Linked DNA regions of Bombyx mori: region 1 is linked to region 2. A link is a contact called in public Hi-C data. All regions are on one chromosome and are shown on one strand. The core of a region is the stretch at or near the end of the contact, and the rest is flanking DNA. Distances in the headings are between cores, read along the strand shown.

The links. A called contact is a pair of places that touch in the nucleus more often than the background predicts.
Region 1: a contact with region 2 is called in a Hi-C map of posterior silk gland, with 1.8 times the contacts expected there. The contact joins the enhancer-like site here to the promoter of LOC101738600 in region 2. A contact is called at or near these places in 2 of 7 Hi-C or Micro-C datasets (middle silk gland and posterior silk gland).

What each region holds. Positions count from the first base shown.
Region 1 is chr14:12,609,879-12,613,221 of ASM3026992v2, forward strand. LOC101744498 (neurobeachin) reads right to left here. Exons shown (of 53, transcript XM_062672222.1): 39 at 2,983-3,100; 40 at 2,178-2,280. LOC101744355 (facilitated trehalose transporter Tret1-2 homolog) reads left to right here. Exons shown (of 5, transcript XM_021346404.3): 5 at 1-1,634. The coding sequence ends at 867. Among protein-coding and RNA genes, the nearest start is that of LOC110384805, 36 kb to the right of the region's middle. Within about 2 kb of position 2,038, at least 8 of the 8 cell types and tissues checked have open chromatin away from gene starts, as enhancers often do.
Region 2 is chr14:12,343,526-12,347,063 of ASM3026992v2, forward strand. LOC101738600 reads right to left here and starts at 2,015. Exons shown (of 5, transcript XM_021346396.3): 1 at 1,743-2,015; 2 at 1,052-1,121; 3 at 251-372. The coding sequence starts at 1,779.

The DNA of each region.
Region 1 (3,343 bases), core at 788-3,287, 270 kb after region 2:
CAACAAGAACTCATGGAGTTCACCAAAGACCGCAAGGAACAGCAGATGAACTTCAAACAGAAATTAGCACTCTTCAAACGGAAAAACGTCCTCAAGCCCTTCGTATTATTAATAGTTTTCTTCATCTTCCAAGAAATGTCAGGGATTTACATCATATTGTATTACGCTGTGGATTTCTTCAAGTCTGTAGGTACTAGCGTCAACGAGTTCACGGCTTCCATCATAGTGGGAGGTGTGAGAGTCTTCATGGGAGCAGTCGGCGCTTGTCTTATTAACAGCTTCAGAAGGAAGACCCTGGCAGCAGTATCAGGACTGCTGCTGGGCATCGCCATGCTGGGGGCCGCGGTGTGCGACAGTCTCAATGGACCTCCGCTAGTGAAGCTCGGCTGTGTGCTATTACACGTTTCCTTCAGCATGGTCGGCTTCCTCCAACTGCCCTGGATCATGTCCGGAGAACTGTACCCTCAGGATATCAGAGGAGTCATGTCCGGGGCGACTTCGTGCTGCGCTTACGTCCTCATTTTCTTCAACATAAAAACGTATCCTAAATTGGAGAACTTACTCACGAGCAACGGGACTTTGTATTTGTTCGGGTTCTGTGCAATGATAGGAGCGGCATACTGCTTCCTGTTTCTGCCGGAGACTAAAGGGAAGACTCTCACGGAAATCATGAGGCAGTTCGACGATGATAACAAAAATGAGAAAGATCTTGAAGCCGGCTACAAGAGCGATAAGGGATGCAGTATCGAGGGCAGGCCAGTGCAGAGGAGACACAGCGCTGGAGCCGCTGTTTCTTTAGAAAAGAGCGAAGACTTTAAGCTTTGGAAGCCAGAAGAGTCGAATAAAACGGACACTCATTGTGATTGAGCTCTTTGCATTTATGGTCTCCTGGTATTTGGACTTCGGTGATAACTTAACGTTACGAGTTATATTTGAATTTTTATTACTTTTTCGAAATTATGGCGGACATTCATTGTGATTGAGCTCTTTGCATTTATGGTCTCCTGGTACTCGGACTTCGGTGACAATTTAACGTTACGAAGTTATATTTTGAAATTATTTTAACTTCTTCGAAATTATGGTCTCCTGATAATTTGAGATTTTATTGCAGCGAATTAGATGTTTTTTATTAGTTTAATTAATAAGTTACCAATGAATTTAAAACATTAATTATGTGTACTAGTTGTTGTTATATTTATTAAGTAGTTTTTTTTTGTGTAATTTTAATTATTAATCGTGAATTTTGTGATCAGTATTATTATAGGTTCAAATATTTTTAATTGTAGATTTAAACGAGAAAGTTTAAACATTCCTATTCAAAGTTTTAGTTAATAAGGAGGTGATGATTTAATTTAATTATTTTTAGGTACAAAATAAAGTTGCTTGTGTACTTTTTAGATGTTTACATTTTAGGGATTTGATTGTTTTCGTGTAATGTTTAATTATTTAATAGGGTTCGGAAAAGCAGCGTGCAATTCAAATGTGATTTATATACTGTATGTTACCATAACGTATGTGTAAATATTATATTAGGTATAATGAAACAATAATAGTTAATATATTTAAGGCTCTATTAATTATTGTGTATGGTGATTCAACTGTGATGACTGAAATAAATTTAGTGTTTCTTTAAATTGTTACTTTTATTTAACTCTCCAGTTCTGTTCCTAGTTTTGTAGAAAATTACTTAAAATCAAAACAGAAATACAAAAATTCAAAATGAAAAATCGAATTTTGGTTAGCGCACCATTTGGCGACGGCTGATCCGATAATTTCATATTTTAGGAAAACAAAAACTGAAATATTCGCGTGACGACCAAAAGAAAATCATACAAACTTGTATATGACAATGATTGTTGGCTCAGTTTATGTACTGATAAAATTCTGATTATAGCAGCGCGAGTTCAGATTGTAATTAGTAACGCCATCTATCGACAGTTTCTATTAATTAAGCCCATTGGTTTATTTGGAGACATATCACATTATTTTTACTAGATGGCAGCACATCGACGTTGGTATTAAATCGTAGGCTTTTGGAATATTTTCAATAGATGGCGCTCGTTTCAAGTTTCATTTTCGTAAAGTAACATTAAAACTAGATGAACAATTATCTGCTTATCAAAGCATCCTAGGTAGGTAATCTATAATGTTGGATTTATATATATAGGGGCACTTACCTGGTCTGCGGGATGCCATACTTGATGCCGACACCAACTCGGGGTAGCGCTTTGATTACTTTCTTGACTGTCGCTTGGTCGGGAAATGCGAAGAATATTGAAGCTGAAAAATAAAATTTTCTTTGTTTAAGATTTTGTTTGTTTAAATCATTTTTTGACTATGATGTATTTCAAAGCCCACTTCAGCGCGGGCGACTTGGGCAGGAATTTTCAAGATATTCGGAAGCTTTTCACAAATAGTGGCACTTGTTCAACTGAGCGGATATGAATCCAATTTTGGACACCCGCGGCGCCGCTCAAACTTTTTTTTTTTGGATTGAAGGGTTATTGGTGGACCGGAGGCCTTTCCAGTTTCACCACGACAGGTGGGCGAGCAAAGGCTCAGCCAGGAGGGGTGGTATTTGCTAACAACTGCCCGAGCGCCTCCGAAGGAGACCTAACAACTCAAGAGCAGCTGCTTCGCGAATGAATCTACTACCGGAATGGAATTGCGACCCGCTGAGAAGATCCGGCGAGAAACTCAGCGGGCTGATGCATGGGTTAGGTTGCACGTCGAACTCTTTGTCGAGTTCGACGAGTACGGTTACCGGGGTCCCTAAGCCTGCTCCTGCTAGTGCTAGAGCTGAAGACGTCTAATGCAAAGATTATTGGATCTGATGGACAACCAAACTAATAAGAACTTTCATACGAACTTGTTCAACTAACTAATCTTGATACTATGTCACTTAGATAAGTTCGCCTCAGAAAACCAAAATTTCTTAAGACGCAAGGCAGATTTTAACAGATTAGAGATATTTTTACTCACTTCTGCTGGCGAGGAACAGCTCGACGGCGACATTCTGGAGAAGGTAGCGTCTCGAGAAAATAGCTCGTATCTCGCTGAAGTACCATTTCCCGTGTAGATGCTCACAATATTTCAGTACCTGAAGCGAAGGACAAAAAAAATTTAATTTTTATTATTTTATTATTATTGCTTAGATGGATGGACGAGCTCACAGGCCACCTGGTGTTAAGTGGTTACTGGGACCCATAGACATCTACGACGTAAACGCGTCACCCACCTTGAGATATAAGTTCTAAGGCACAGATAAACCCCATCTGTGTTATCTGTGTTCTAAGGTCTCAGTGTAGTCACAACGGCTGCCCCACCCTTCAAACCGAAACGC
Region 2 (3,538 bases), core at 765-3,264:
ATGTCTATGGGCTCCAGTAACCACTTAACACCAGGTGGGCTGTGAGCTAGTCCACCTATTTAAGCAATAAAAAAAGAGATTTTCTCAAATACGATAACTGAGTGAAAACCATCAGGAAATAATAGCGCCATCGAAATAATAACAATTAAAAGCGGCAGATTAAACCGTAAAAAATAGTTTTTAATTTTATTTGCGGATTACGAAAAACGAAGGAAATACTAAACTATATTTATGTATTGAAATCAGTTACCTGGCGACAAGTGCGCGCAGTAATCATTGTAATAAGTGGATTGTCCGCGAAGGCTCTTCATTGTTGTCTTTATGAAATTCTCGATTTCCTCATCCGTCCATTCTCTCTTTAAAATGACGAAACTATTAAGAGAATATATATAAACTTTGCTTATACTCATGAGAAAACTATACCTAAAGATCTTGTAATTATCCGCCAATCAAATTATAAATCTGACGGATTTATTTTTTGTGTAGAACAAGAACAGTCTTTATTACTCCTCGTTAATTACTCAGCAGAACATAAGTAAGTTACACGTTGTACTTCTTTTTTTTATTGCCCTAATAGGCAGACGAGCATACAGCCCACCTGATGGTGAGTGGTTACCGTCGCTCACGGACATCAGCAATGCCAGTGGCAGAGCCAAGCCGCTACCTACCGTTATACGGTCCATCTGATGGTGAGTGGCTACCTTAGTTTTCCGAGCCCTTTTATCTCTGGTGCCCAATTTTTGCAAGTGCCCTGCGCCTCCAGATTCATAGGAAGTGCGGAGGTCCTCTCAAATCACAAATGGATCCTTTTTTTTTATAGCAATTTCAAAGTCTAACTATCTACCTGGTATTAAAAGGCCACCGGAGACCATAGACATCAGCACAACGTGAATATCACCAACGTTAGGATTGATGCTTTTTGAAACGGTACTGCGACGCGACGCGCCTTCATAGAGTACACATTTCAAAAATTAATCCGCAGTTATATTACAAACTTTTTAAAGTTTAATTTTTAAATCAAAATGATAAAGTAATCATAAAGTAGTCTTACATCCTGAGTGCCGCCCCTCGGGTCCATCCAATTCCCTTCCAATTTCGCCCATCTCTCCTCCGGGCGACATCTTAGCATGAAGAAATATATTTCAACATTACGATATTAACTTTGATAGGCAAACCAGCTGGCGGTCACTACAGAAAACACATCGTGAATGCGAACCTTGACTATTTGGCGGGAACGCGAGATGCGAAGTTGTACGAATTGTTTTTTTTTCTGATAATTTATTGTTTCTTCAGGCTTAAAAGTGTAATAACAGTGATTTATTAATATTTTGTAAAATCTATGAAGGTATATGTAATTCAATTCAAGTTTCAAAATTCAAATTTCAAACACAGCTCAAATGGTAGTAAAGAGCCAATGCGAATGTCGGCGACCTTGAAACATGAGGTCCCAAACTCAATTATTTTTATTTTTTTTAATCCTACCTAAGCTGGTAGCCTTGAGAGGCTATTCCAGCGTAACCGTAACTAGTAGGTGAGCTCACGGGGCTCAAACCTGACGACGTTGCTAACACGAACCCTAGCAAGAGCCGTGCTTCGCAGAATCTACCACCGGATCGGAAACGCGACCCACTGAGAAGATCCGGCGAGAAACTCAGTGGGCTGTGTCTGAGAGTTTAATTATTACGTATAACGGCTGAGCTACCGAAACGGAAAATTAATAATAATAACACATAGATACTTACATTTTCGTTTTCTTAATCGGGTGCTGACGATATTCATCGAAATATTCTGTTAAGAACGACATCTTTCACATCAAATTTAACATCCCTAAGATATTCAATTAAAACTGTAATCACGTGTATCAAACAATGTACCTACTTATAAATAAACATTAAAATGACATCAAAACCAATCAGAAATCACATTTGACAATTTGACAATCTTTTTTTACGCATTTTGGCAGTTGTTTGCGGTTCCTAATCGACTGAATCCTCGTCGCTAACTTTTTTCATAATAAGGACTGAGTTACTGCGGTTTCGCATGTCAACTACAAGGTTTTTTTTCATGGTCTTGTAAACATTTTATGTTGCTAACGGTTGACAAATAATTTGGAGGATATTTACATATTTAATTTGTAGTTCATTGCCCTGCGGTGTCACCAGTATTTTCATCTCCAATGAAGATTCCAAGTGGACAGTCTAATATCCTTAGGTGCTTAAATAATTCTCGCAATTATTCGTATCCATCCCGGTATTCGCTGGTTAAATTCTATTTAAGATTCGAAACTCTGTATTGCACTTTTCAAATTTGAAAAATTTACGTATTTACCACTGAACTATTGCTACGGTAGATACGACTACAATAAATTAGAATCTAATTTTATCGAAGATTATTAATCGTTATACGTCAACCAACGGTTGGCAACCCCCGGCCATCCATTCGCGACCTCTGCACCGTCGTATACATTTAATATCCACCGCAGAGCGTGACCGGAGCCAGTAAATCATCAGATAGCCGTATTTTTAGAGCTTTGTCGTAAAATCGTATCTGGTATTCAGAAGGTCATGTTCAGTTTTAAACGAATGCTACAGTTTTGTTTTGTATATATGTATACCTAAGAGAATATTGTTTACGTTTCTAATTTTCAGTCCGGAGCATCGCATGTTAAATTGTAAATCAAGACGTGTCGGTGATTTTCACGTTCTTTTTCTAACAACTTATAGTATTATTTAATTTATTATTATTAATAGTATAATAATAGTATGTTTTACTGGTGGTAGGACCTCTTATGAGTCCGTCCGGGTTAGGTACCACCATCCTGCCTATTTCTGCCGTGAAGCAGTAATGCGTTTCGGTTTGAAGGGTGGGAGAACCGCTGTAACTATACCGGAGACCTTAGAGCTTATATCTCAAGGTGAGTGGAGCATTTACGTTGTAGATGTCTGTGGGTTCCAGTAACCACTTAACACCACGTGGGCTGTGAGCTCGTCCACCGCTCTAAGCAATAAAAAAAAAGCTTGGCTTATTTATTTTGATTAAGCAGGAAACTGACTAAGATTCTTTTATCGTAGAAAAGACAAGTACAACGTTCAGCTTAGATCCGTGGTTACAGAAATTCATGTCGATTACAAGGACTATTCCACTGCTTGTGTAATTAAATGACGTTTTTTTATCTTATCCCTCTTCGCACCATCACTAATTCAAATTAGATGCCGTCTCTAAAATTTGGCCAAAAATACGTTATAAATGTAAAATACCTACATAAAAAAGACTGCCTGAAAGTCTGAGTTGTCTTACATATTGTAAAATCACTAGTCCGATACAAGGCAGCAATTGTCGACAAAAACTAAATAACGAAGTGATATACAGGCCTTGCAGATTGGGATATGTTAGCAACAAATTTGCAGAAATGTAGTAGGTATGTGTTGCGATGATTCTATCATTCCCTGTTTATTTATTTATTTATTTATTTTTATTTATTTATTTATTTATTACAAAAACATACAATTTTAATCATAATAACAAATATTGAAACGAT